Regions from separate parts of the Mus musculus genome. Here all the other regions are linked to region 1. A link is a contact called in public promoter capture Hi-C data. All regions are on one chromosome and are shown on one strand. The core of a region is the stretch at or near the end of the contact, and the rest is flanking DNA. Distances in the headings are between cores, read along the strand shown. Region 1 holds the start of Dgkeos (diacylglycerol kinase, epsilon, opposite strand). Region 2 holds the start of Hlf (hepatic leukemia factor). Region 3 holds the start of Mks1 (MKS transition zone complex subunit 1).

Region 1 (4,109 bases), core at 408-2,907:
GCTGAAGCCAGGAAAGCAGTCAGGTTAGCTCAGGTGACTCATCTGACACTTAGTCCTGAAAGATCTGACAACAGAAATGTCCTTTCAAGACTGGGGAGAGAGCCCAACAGCCTGATGAGTTAGGAGCCACAGAACTCGAAGGGAGCTCACTTTGCACCCCCACACCCCATAAATAAATGAGTGGAAAACGTAAATCTCCTTTCCCGTCTTGTGTGTCAAACACTTGACTATGACACCAATCGCTACAATAGCTACAGAAATTTAAAGCCCTGCTTTGGGTTGACCCTTGTTTTCATAGTTCCAAATCAAGAACAAATTGGTTTTGTGACTGGCATAAGGTTCTTTGTGTACCCTTCATTCTTCCTTATGTAAAGTGGGATGCTACAGAGTAGCCACGAGCCAGGCAGCACTTAAACAGGCCTTTGATGAAAATTAAGAGCCTTGGCAGGGGTGGGAATTTAGGGGTGGTGTTGGTGGTGGAATTCAGTTGTTAGAGAGCTTGAATAACATGCTTAAGGCTTTTGGGTTGGATACCCAGCACCTCATGAACTGGTTCAGGTGATGCAAACCTGTATTTTCAGCACGGGGAGGCGAAGCATTAAAAGTTCAAGGTCATCTGCTATCCTTAGTGAGTTTGAGGCTAGCCCGGGCCACAGGGGAGAGACTGTCTCACAAAGGGTAAAAACAAAAATAAAAACAAACAAAAACACCAACCAACATCTACATGAGACTTGCTTCAAACGCCAGGGATGCCGTGAATAGTTTGGGCCATTTGCTGAGATGAATTTAGGTCTCACCACCCACTGTTTACAATCCTGCCTCCCATAAAAGCCATACCTGTAATCGCACAGTTTAGGCTGGCTGCCACACTGCTGCCTGCAGAATACACAGTAAGAGCACAGGGGCACGTTGCCGCGGATCCAGTGGTGGGGCATGGCATCTGCGGCCTTGTCGTTCTTGAGCATGATCTCCTTGCACGGGAAGCGCTTGTCGACCTTCTTGAGGCAGCCCTCGTCCACGCGGAGCCCACAGCAGTCGCAGAAGGCTCCTTGCAGGATGTGCTGCGCGCACACGCAGCAGTAGGTGGGGTGGCTGAACAGGTCGGTGTCACGCCAGCAATGCTTGCTCTTGCGGAAGATATCCCTGCGGTGCAGCTGCCGGCGCGACCGCTGCAGGCTACACCATAAAGTGATGAACACCGGCAACAGCACGGAGCACAGCGTCCATAGGACCAAGTGGCCATCAGGGAGCAGGCTCTGGGCGGGTGGGCCGGACCGCTGGTCCCCCTCCATCTTCTCAGGCCCAGGCGTGGCCTATGGAGCGCCGGGTCCAGAAGGCTTGCCTTCGGATTCACTGCGTGGGGTTGCGGCTCGTCCCGAGGCTGCGCGTGGCCTCGGCCCCGGGAAAGGCGCAGGTCGCACCCGCGGGCTCCGTGCAGTACAGGCTTGGCTCGCGGCCACTGCGTTCACAACGGCTGTCGCGCTGAGCCTCGCCCGTGCCTCTCTCGCGAGGTCTCCGGAGACCCCCCCCCCAACCCCCCAGTTCGCTCTCGCGGTCGCCGGTACCACCTACAGCCAAGCCTCCGGCCGCCGTCCCACCCTCAGGCCGCGAGATCTGCGTGGGATGAGGAGGCCGCGCTTGAGAAGCGCACCTGCGCAGTCCGCACGCCGGCCGGCAGCTCGGCGAGGGCTGGGAGGGGCCTGACGCGCCCACAACTTGGGCGGGGCCAGGTAGGACAAAGCCAATGGCGGTGCTTTCCGATGGTGGGCGGAGCTAGAGGAAGGCGGAGTCTGCGCTGATAAAATTTGTAGGCGGGACCAGGTGTAGGGCGGGGCTCGCGGCGGCGCTCCCCTTGGGTGGGAGGGGGTCAGGTATGAGGGCGTGGCGGAGGCTAAGAGGTGGCTTGGAAAGTTGAAAGACTTCAAGGGTCTGGACCATCTAGGAAAGGATGAGCAGAGGAACGGATAAGATGGTGTGGAATGAGGCATGGTTTAGGGAAATCAGGGGCGGAGTAAGTACATGGTTGACTATCAAAAGTTCAGAACCAAAGGAAGTTCTACCATAAGTGACTTAACAGTATTTGACCTTTAGCCTGATCCCCTTCTTCAACGGTGAAGGTGGAATTGGCATGATTATGGATATCGGGGAATCCTGGATGGAGAAAACTGGCTCTTTTGAAGGTGTTATGTTCATTCAGAACACAAGTCAAAGACTGCCAAAAGTTACCAGTGTATTATATAAATATAATAAAATAATAAAATAACTGGACATGTGGCCCACATGTGGATGGACCTCTGTGAGTTCAGGGCCAGCCTGATCTACATAGTGTGAGGACCAAAACAGGAAAAATAAAGCATACAGGTTAAGAGTTCTGTTTGTATTTAAGGATAAGTTCCTGTTTGTCTTGTGTTTGTTTGACCCATCTGCACGGATGTGTTTGATTACATGTGGACCGGAAGTAAATCAGGGTCACATGTAGGCAGGAAATACATCAAGATTTACGCTTGCCCCCAGTTGAACCAGACGGGAAATGCAGTGAATTGTGGGTTTTGCCTTTTTAAGCCCGTGCAAAGCACGACTTGAGGCCATTCTCTGGGAACCCCGAGATGAACTTGGCCAGAGAGTCCATCACCTTGGCCAGTATTTAATTAAAGCTTACATTAAATTTGGTTTTAAATTGTGGTAGTGGTCTTATTCTCTACTGAGGGATTATCACGAGTTCTTGGTCAACTAGGGATACACAATAAGACAAACAAAACAAACAAAACAATGCAAAACCAACCAAACAAGCCGGGCAGTGGTGGCGCACGCCTTTAATCCCAGCACTCGAGAGGCAGAGGCAGGCAGATTTCTGAGTTCGAGACCAGCCTGGTCTACAAAGTGAGTTCCAGGACAGCCAGGGCTGTTCAGAGAAACCCTGTCTTGAAAAACAAAAACAAAAACAAACAAACAAAAAAAACCCAACCAAACAACAACAACAACAAAAACCCGAACCAAAACAACCCCAGGGATAAGAGTTCACCTGATTTACTTCCGGTCCACATGTGATCAAACACATCCGTGCAGATGGGTCAAACAAACGCAAGACAAACAGGAACTTATCCTTAAATACACTTTGTATTTAAGTACCTTAAATACACAAAGATCACTTTGTTTTACTTTGGCCATTCATGGGCCAGAGAGATGGTTCAGTAGATACCTGCTGCTAAGCCTGAAAGCCTCACTTTGATTCTTGGGACCCAAACACTCTCTGTGGCATGTGAGCACCCCCCCCCCACACACACATAAATAAATAAGTAAATATAATTTAAAAAATTACTTTGGGGGCTTGAGAGATGGCTCAGTGGTTAAGAGCACCGACTGCTCTTCTGAAGGTCCTGAGTTCAAGTCCCAGCAACCACATGGTGGTTCACAACCACCCATAATGAGATCTGATGCCCTCTTCTGGTGCATCTGAAGACAGCTACAGTGTACTTACATATAATAATAAATAAATCTTAAAAAAAATTACTTTGGGCATACAGGTCAGCTTCAGTCTATCTAGGTCATGAACGAGTTTCTATAATTTGTTCTACAATTCTATGATAGGATTCTATAATTCTGTAAAATGCAGGCTCTGGTCCCCTTTTTCTCAAGGAGGAGACCTGAGGTTATTTTCCCTTTGAGACAGCTTCCCTAAATGACCAGCAAGCACCCAGACCCACCTAGGGGGCACTAGCATTGATATATGTTGGGGTCCAGGAGTCACCCCACAAACCACAAAAACACGGATCTCAGTCAGACAGGGATGGCTTATTGAGCGTTTGCCTCAGGACTGATTGATCAGGGCTGCAGAGCAGACAGACGCAGGAGCTGACTGCTACGCTAAGCCAGGATTCTGCAGAGCCTTTAAGCCTGAAGTCCACAAACATCTGTGCTAAATGGCTTCACCAATCAGGACCTATGGATAGGATTTCCTCAGGTACGCGTATCTGTGGAGCACTTATCCTGTGCCTATGGGTTGGGATATTCAAATATGGTAGTGGAGACTTGTCTTGCTTAACATCCATGTCTTAAACTTGCTAACCAGAATATTAGTTACCACATACATGACTCTGCCAAGTAGGATG
Region 2 (4,109 bases), core at 819-3,318, 1.3 Mb after region 1:
AAACATTTAAATATTACCTAATTTACAAAAAGAAAGCAAACATTTATGTACCCCATCACAAGGCAGTACTATGCAAAGGTGCTGTGTTCTACTCTCTGAGGGTAAGAATGCAGCTATTTCCTGCCTGGAAATACAGCACCCCCGGATTGGTCTTTACCGAGCTGTCTGCATTTTGCCAATATTCAGGTGTGGGTGGAATCAGGGATTAGAGAATTTGATTCTGAGTTTTGTTTTGTTTTGTTTCTCATTAGAGAAATGTAGTCCCACCGCCACCCATTCGAATCTTCAAATCCTCCGCAGTCTCATTAGAGTTAGGCTTAAAAACATCGACCACAAAAGCCTAACGCATCCGCAGATTTCTCCCAAATGCTACTCCTTAAGAAGCAGTGCGGGAGGGTATTGGGGGTGGGGGGCGGTCTGCACGCGCAATCAAGCACCAGCAACTCTTGCAATGCAACAGGCGTTCTCTCCCAGGGAAATTGATGCAAACACCCCGAAGCTATTTCCAGCCAAATAATCTTTTCAAGAATTTATGCAGGAGCAGCATAATTCGCTTCTGTCACTGTGATAACACCAAAGGCAAGAAACTGCACCGGCCCAAAACACAAATCCGTTCTGGCATCAATTGCGTTCCCAGCTAGGTCTCACATGCATCTACCCCCAGCCCCCCCCCCACTCCCCACCATATCCCCCTACCCGTCTCCTTAGCTCCAAGCCACGGTTGCCTAGGGAAGGTTTGAGACTTACCAAGAAAGGGCTCAAGCCAGAGGAGGCTCCTGCACGCGGTTACACGTGAGCCTGCTCAGCTCTCCCCTCCCACCGGGAAGAGAGCACCGGGAAAGTGTCAGCGCTGGAGGCGTGCACCGCTTCCCGCCGACAGACCACTCCCCCCACCCCCACCCCGCTTTGTGAATTGCGGGTCTGCGGGAGAAAGCGCCTCTCCGCTCATGCCGCGTGAGTTCACAACACAAAACACTAACACGATCCGAATATTCAGGCTGCCGCCGAGTGAGAACCCCCATTTACTTTGACCCCCCCCTCTCTGCCAGGCTCCAACCAGCCACCTCCCGCCCTTTCTCCTCTCCAGTCCCAGAGACACTAGTCTCCCAGGGAAGCGCACACCCTGTCACTCAAAGCAGCGATCCTGACCTGTCAAGTTCACCTGTCACCTGCGCTGCAGGAGGACAGACCTAGAAAGGCAGGCGAGCCAGGTTCCCAGCGCTATTTCAAATGTTGCCCCGGAGGGATCCCCTTTGCATTGAGGAGAAAGAGGGAGTAAGCCCCCCAATTTCACTAAAGCAAGGCGAGGGGAAGAAAGATGCTGGTGCCCTCCCAGCCGACTAGGGGGGTCCCTGGGAGTGTAGTCCCTTCCCTGAGCCCAGCTGCCGAGGCAACGCTCACCGTCTTCAGGATGAAGGGGGAGCTTCAGCGGGTTCTCCAGCAGGGACCTGAGCACGCCGTAGGGAGGCGGGATAAAGGTGGGGTTCAAGGGGAGCTGTCGGGACATTTTCTCCATCGTGATGCACTCAATTGTCTTTTTAAAAAGAAGGCCAATCGCCGCCCCGAAATGTTGATGAGCTTTGTTTCCTCCGTCCTTTGCCAACCAAAAGTACTCGCTTTCAAAACAGTGCAGACAAGGAAGAAAAAAAAAAATCACTTCTGTCTTTGTAAATACATCAGCATACAAATATCAAAAAAAAACAAAAACAAAAACAAAAAAACTTTCGTGTTCTCAGTGCCGACAGTCCAGGGAAGGCGCATCTAGCGCCGCGGACTCCTCCGACCCAGTGCAGGATGCTTTCTCACCTGCCTCCAACACTCAGTCTTGCAAAATGTTCAAAATTGCAAGGAGGTGGGGGGAAAAAGGAAAGAGAGAAATTTTGAAAACGTAGACGGCTGCAGATGAGCAGAAGGCAAAGCGCGGGCCCCGGCCCCTCGCGCGAGCACCGGAGGCTGTGCCGTCCCGCCCCACCCCCCTCCCCGCCGCGGCCGCTGCTCCCCGCGCTCCGCGGCCCCGCAGCGCCGGGCTCAGCGCATCAGGCAGTCCATGTGCCGCTGCCCTGACAAGAGTGACGTCAGGGCCCGCACCGCGCGCCGATAGGCGTGCAGGGGCGGGGCCCAAATCGGGCCCGCCCATCCACCCCGCCCCCCCAGGGCTGCGTGTGTAGCATCGCCGCACGCGCTGTTTTTCCGGCCCTTGCGGCGTTGGTGGGCTGCGAAAAGCACAGGTGCCAGATTTCCTGCTTCACTCTCTGCCTTGCGCTGGGAATAACGCGCGCTAACTCTCACCCTGACTCCTTTTGCACGCGAGCCCTTCCCCCTCCGTTCCCCCCCCCCGCCCCCCAGAGCAGAACAATGAGAAATTCGTGTCAGTGGTTTGCAATGTGGAAATAAATTGGTGATTTTAAAAGAAGATGATTTTTAAAAGATGGCCAAGTGGCATTCCGGACTTAAATTAGAACCCCCAACCCCCGGGGCGATGTCCTGGCTAGCAATGTTTTTTAAAGCTCCCCAGGACAAGTTTAGGAGATTTGGATAGACTTGAAGCGAATGACTTCTGGATATTTCTCCTCCTCGCTCCTGGTGAGCTTAGTACTTTCCTTCTAGCCCCACTGCATATCCGACCTAAGATATCAACTTTCCTGAATTCCAAACAATGTGCAAAAACGTAGAATGGAGACAGGAGCTGCAGACTGAAGTGAACTGTCTCCCACGCTGTCCGAGGGAATTAACAAGACAGACATTTGCTTGCAATGGAAGGAAAGCAGGAGAGACTTAAACACAAGGAATGAAAGTTAGGAGTATTTAAAAGGCCCAGCATGGCTGTAATTAGGCTAACTTAGAAGGTCTGAATACTAATTAAAATAAATTTGTAAACTCTTTGTTAAAAGATTAGGGGAATCTTGTTTGTGGCTGCAGCACATCCCTCTGGCCTTTTGAAGGCTGTGAAAAGGCCAGTTTTTTGACCTTGCTGCTGAGGGTGTGGGGGAGAACACCTTGGCGGAGTGGATGGATTGGAATGTAGGCATTCTGCCTCCCCAGCCAGGAGAACTGAGACACACGAACCGCATCTCCACGCTTCTCTTTCCACTTTCCACCCCCACCCACCCACCAATTACACATTTCTATCCAGCACTAAGTCCCCCTGACCCGTGGAGGAGCATGTGGGATGGTTTTTGCAGTACTGATGGTTGAATGTATGGCCTTACCCATGTCTAGCTAGTTCTATATCACAGTGAGCTGTCTCCTCAGACCTGTGGGGAAGGGTCTGCAAGAAGCTTTTCAATGAGGCAGAAAGGCTTTTGTGAACATAGACTGGGTTCCTGGGGTGCAAATATTACTGGGATGCCCCTCCCCCACCCCACTACCAAAAAATGAGAGATAAGAAAGGAGAGAAGAGAAATCTAAAATTCAGGAAATTCCGGACCCTGGCCAAGGGCACTGGAAGTTCATGATAAGTAGCCCTGACTCTTTCTCTGAGCAGAAGTTTCCGGGTAAATGGACGGCTGGTCCCGTGGCCTTCATTTCCTCCTGCTAACACCTGGGCAAAGTGAATGGTAAGATGACATTCTGAGATGCTCTTGTGATGTCAGATCCCAGAAACATGAGCCCTGGGGTGGATGCGGTGTACATTCAGTGAGCACCACTGCATGCCATTGACTGGGCTGGGGCTGGTGAGATGATGGATGGATAAGACCTGGCTATACCAGGGAAAGGATGCCATAGAAGCACACAAAGTCTGGACTCCAAAACCCAGTAACAGAGAGAGCTGACGTGGGCATCTGTTACTGGAAGGAGAGTGCAGAGAAGCGCCTGAGGTGAGCTTGGAGCCAGTGGTCCCTCATAAACTTCCCAACCCTTCAGTCGGTTTGCTTCTCAGAAAAGAAGGGACTCCGCTGGAAGCTGAAGAGATTATTCAGTGGATTAAAGAGCACTTGGGTCATAAGAATGAAGATACAAGCTTGGATTCCCCTGCATCAACATGAAAAGGGAGGGAGGGAGGAAGAACAGCCTCCAGCAGCAGCAGCATGGGCCTGTAACCCCAGCACTGGGGAGGCAGAGATAGGGAGATCCTAAAAGCTCACTGGCTGCCAGCCTAGGCAATGAGT
Region 3 (4,109 bases), core at 671-3,170, 1.2 Mb before region 1:
TGTGTGGACGCACGTGCCACAAAGTGTGGAGGTCAGAGGACAACTCTGTGAAGTCAGTTTTCTTGTTCCAAGGATAAAGCTCAGGTTATCATGTTTCATGACAGAGGCCTTCACCCACTGAGCCATTTCTACAGCTCTTGATCGATTTGGTTGGTTTGTTTTTCTTTTGTTTTGTTTAAAATGAGGTCTTAAATTGAAATCCTTCCATGTATGCCCCCAGTGCTGACAATCCAAACACAAACCACCTCTCCTGGCTGTTCTCATCTTAAACAAAATCTCGAAGTGACTTCCTTTCTAATCTCCATGGTTTCAGTGTCTAGAAATCATCCCTTAATTGGAAATTGTATGTTCTTAAGGATGTGGGTGGGAGACAGTAAGTTGGTGGCAGGTTTGAGGCCACAAAAGCCAGACCAGGTTGGAATCTGTTTTTCCCACGTCAGCACTCATTAATACACCCCATACTTAATTCCTGGCCCTTGGTAACTTCATCCTTTAAATAGGAATAAAGTACCTCTTGGAGAGGTTTTTGGGAGGGTTACAGGCAATACAAATGAAAAATGAGTAGGTGCTATTTGTGGTGAGTTCTTAGTGCACACAATGAATAGTTAGGTGCTCATGATTTCTCTGCTCTATAATCGGATGGCCATGAAATGTCCCAGGCCAGGCAACAATTGCTTATTCGGATGAATAAGTAGCAACCGTCAAATACTAATTGTCAATATTGATATTGCCAAACTGCCGGAATTAAACTTATACCATCTTTCCTTGGATGTGCCAGTGAACCATGACTTCTGAATGTCACTCTGGTGGTTTTTCAGGGGCTGGCTCGGAGTCTTAACTGGTTAATAATCCAGAACCAACATGCCCCAGGGAAAACACCCTTTCCTTCCTTTCTGCTGGCTTCCTTGTTTTTTATTTCTCTGGCTCAGTGCATACCAACAAAACTACTAATATACCTGCCCCACAGGTTTTTTTTCTTCCAGGAATGTTTTCTTTCTTTTTTTCTTTTTCTTTCTTTCTCTTCTTCTTCTTCTTCTTCTTCTTCTTCTTCTTCTTCTTCTTCTTCTTCTTCTTCTTCTTCTTCTTCTTCTTCTTCTTCTTCTCCTCCTCCTCCTCCTCCTCCTCCTCCTCCTCCTCCTCCTCCTCCTCCTCCTCCTCCTCCTCCTCCTCCTTCTTCTTTCTCTTTTCTTTTCCTGTCTTTTCTTTTCTTTTTCCTGAGACAGGGTTTCTCTGTATAGCCCTGGCTGTCCTGGAACTCACTCTGTAGACCAGGCTGGCCTCGAACTCAGCAATCTGCCTGCCTCTGCCTCTCAAGTGCTGGGATTAAAGGCGTGCGCTACCACTGCCCGGCTGTTTTTTAATTTTTGTTTGCATGTCCTTTTAGTCATATCCACCAACTGTTTAGGCCTGAGTTTTCTCTCCTTAAATTTTTTTAAATTTATTTTATGCATAATGGTGAACATGTTTGTGCAACACATGTGTACTGTAAGGCGGCAAGGTGTCTGACCCTTTGGAACTGGAGTAGAGACAGGTGTGAGTGGCCATCTGGGCCTGCTAGTTCCTCTGAAAGTCCAGTCACTAACCTCTTAACCACTAAGCCATTTCTCCACGCCCCCTAGGCCGAAGTTTTCAAATGTTCAGTGGAAGGCAGTGTTTGATCAGAAAGTAAGGACTCAGGTCACCTGGTTCTGGCCACCATCACCATTTTTGCACCTAAACAAAGTAGCTGATGGCGGTTTTCTCTTTTGTGCAGTGCACCAACTTTCACCTTGGGTGGAGGTGAGCTTTACTCACACAGGACAGCTGAGGGTCCCGCTGCCAGGCTAGGGACTGGCTCCCGCAGACGTGGAGAGCTGCGCGCGCAGCGCCTCCCTTGCCTAAGAAGCCAGCGTCTCCGTTGCCAGGGGAACGAGGCACCACGCTTTCCGGCGCGGTCGCAGCGCGAAGCAGCTGTCATGGCGGAAGCGGTCTGGAGCACTGACACCGGCGAGGCCGTGTATCGCTCCCGGGACCCCGTGCGCAACCTGCGCCTCCGGTAGTCACTCGACCCCAGTTTCAGGGCCCCCTAACTTTATGCTCCGAGGCCCCCTAACTTTATTCCACCCTAAGCTTTTAGATGCTCAGAGGCCCCTACTTCCGCTTACAATCCCAACTACTTCCTCTGCCATCTCTGCGCGCGTCTTGTTATCAGGATCTTTTTCCACTGAAAGCTTCCAAGTACACCTTTCAGATTCACCCTGCCCAAGTCCCTTCAAGTTCTCGCCACTTTCAAACCCCTCGGGTCCCTGTGCTGATTTATCCAGCAGACGCCCCTACCCACCTCTTCTTTGCAGCAGCCTTGACTTCTCTGCCTCTGTGATTTCTTTCCCCGATTCATGCTCTGTATATCTCCTTGCTGTGTGTCTCTGACACGCGTATTTGGGGCTTCTCTTCTCTTGACAGAGTTCATCTGCAAAGAATCACATCAAGCAACTTCCTTCATTACCAGCCTGCTGCCCAGATGGGGAAGGACCTCATAGACTTGGCCACTTTTAGGCCTCCGCAAGCTGCTAGTGGGTGTTTGTGATGACGCTACATTCATTTGAGACTAAGGCAGGGGTGCGGGGCAGTAGAGGTACAGAGGAGGAACGGAAGGCTCAGAGAGGTTGAGTTTATTGCCCAGTGTCACCTAGCCGAGGAATATAGAAGCATTTGAATGAACCTGGGCAATCATCTTTTTAATTTTTTATTATTTATTTATTTTTTTACATTGTAATTTACTTTTGTGTGTGTGTGCACGCCCATGCCACAGTGCGAGAGTGAAGTTCAGGGGATAACTTTTGCGAACCAGTTCAGTTATCTCTTCACCAGATGAATCCTGGGGCTTGAGCCATCTTACCCGAGTTGTGACTTGGGGGATGGGGAAAGGACTTCTAAGAGAAATATGTTCCAAACTCCAAATGTATGTATAAATACACTTAAAAAACAATTTTAAAACAGGAGTTTGCACGAAAATATGATTTTTTCCTCTTGCCTTGAAAGCCAAAAGAAAGGACAGGACCGTCGTGTTTGGCCAATAATTTTTCATGCTTTTGTCATTGTTCTTTCTACTCAGAAATATTCTTAGGCAAAAAGGGTAGCCTGGCAGATCACAAATCATGCATCTTGTGTTTCTGGATGATTCGGTGGTGGTTTCAGAAAAACATCAGGGTCCTTATCTAGCAAATTCAGCCAGGATTGAGGAAGGGCTGGCCCTTCAGCCTCTAGCTAAACTCTAGTGCCTTATACGGGACTAGAGAATGTTTCTTGGAAGGCAGAGCTACCTTTTATTCAAATTAGAGTAATGATTAGGACACCTCAGGCCCTAATCTTGCTTCTAGTATTAACCAAAGTATGTCCACCACCTGCATTCTATGTTTAGAGTGAGCGCTTAGTGAGTCACTAAATTCCAGTGGGGTTTGCGGTCAATGTGAGTAGGGACTTTGAAGGCAGACCTGGTGGTATACACGTGTAATGTCAGCGTTTTTCTGCCGAGGCAGGAGGATCTGGAATGTGAGGTCAGACCGGGCTGCAGAATGAGACACTTCCAAACAACAATAGCAAAAAATTTTAAAACCCAAATGAGACAAGAATAGGAACACTGGTTGTAATCAACCAGAGAGGAAGAAATGTTGCTGGTCTGACTCACTCTGTTGTGTTTGGAGGTGGACACCGCCCTGACGAAGAAGAGGAGGAAGAGGTTGTAATTGGATGGCAGGAAAAGCTCTTTAGCCAGGTGAGCCAGCATTTCTTGTCTTCAGTCTACCTCCACCTACCTGACTCCCACCGGGCCAGTGACTCATACCGTCAAACTCATCTCCAGGAAAGGTTGTGGTGGCTTATACTTATGTTTATGTTATGTTTATGTGGCTATTGTAATATAACGGCTGCCATGTTCAGTTTAGCGTTCTAGGTAAGGCACTCCCCATCTCCGGGCTCTATAACATCTCTAGCAACAAGGTTGGATTAGAACATCAGCTTGGATCCTTTTAACTCGAATATTCTTAGATTTTTTTCCCCCTGCCCTTCATTTTTTGAACAAAGTGACAGTCGGTTTTCAAAACGTGTCAGCTAGCGCTAGAAGTGATTTG

Evidence for each region. Promoter capture Hi-C pulls out the DNA fragments that hold promoters and counts their contacts.
Region 2: a promoter capture Hi-C map of hippocampal neurons shows a contact between it and region 1, with 4 times the contacts expected there. The contact joins the promoter of Hlf here to the promoter of Dgkeos in region 1. A contact is called at or near these places in 1 of 39 promoter capture datasets (hippocampal neurons) and 1 of 115 datasets of contacts at active chromatin or transcription factors (large pre-B cells).
Region 3: a contact with region 1 is called in a promoter capture Hi-C map of pre-B cells, with 2.1 times the contacts expected there. The contact joins the promoter of Mks1 here to the promoter of Dgkeos in region 1. A contact is called at or near these places in 2 of 39 promoter capture datasets (the C10 cell line and pre-B cells).

The regions. Positions count from the first base shown.
Region 1 is chr11:89,059,094-89,063,202 of GRCm38.p6, forward strand. It overlaps Dgkeos (diacylglycerol kinase, epsilon, opposite strand), which reads left to right and starts at 1,658. Exons shown (of 4, transcript NR_110336.1): 1 at 1,658-1,730. Dgke (diacylglycerol kinase, epsilon) reads right to left here and starts at 1,655. Exons shown (of 11, transcript NM_019505.4): 1 at 838-1,655. The coding sequence starts at 1,292.
Region 2 is chr11:90,388,849-90,392,957 of GRCm38.p6, forward strand. Hlf (hepatic leukemia factor) reads right to left here and starts at 2,069. Exons shown (of 4, transcript NM_172563.3): 1 at 1,402-2,069. The coding sequence starts at 1,516.
Region 3 is chr11:87,851,295-87,855,403 of GRCm38.p6, forward strand. It overlaps Mks1 (MKS transition zone complex subunit 1), which reads left to right and starts at 1,921. Exons shown (of 18, transcript NM_001039684.3): 1 at 1,921-2,035; 2 at 2,443-2,552; 3 at 3,684-3,754. The coding sequence starts at 1,956.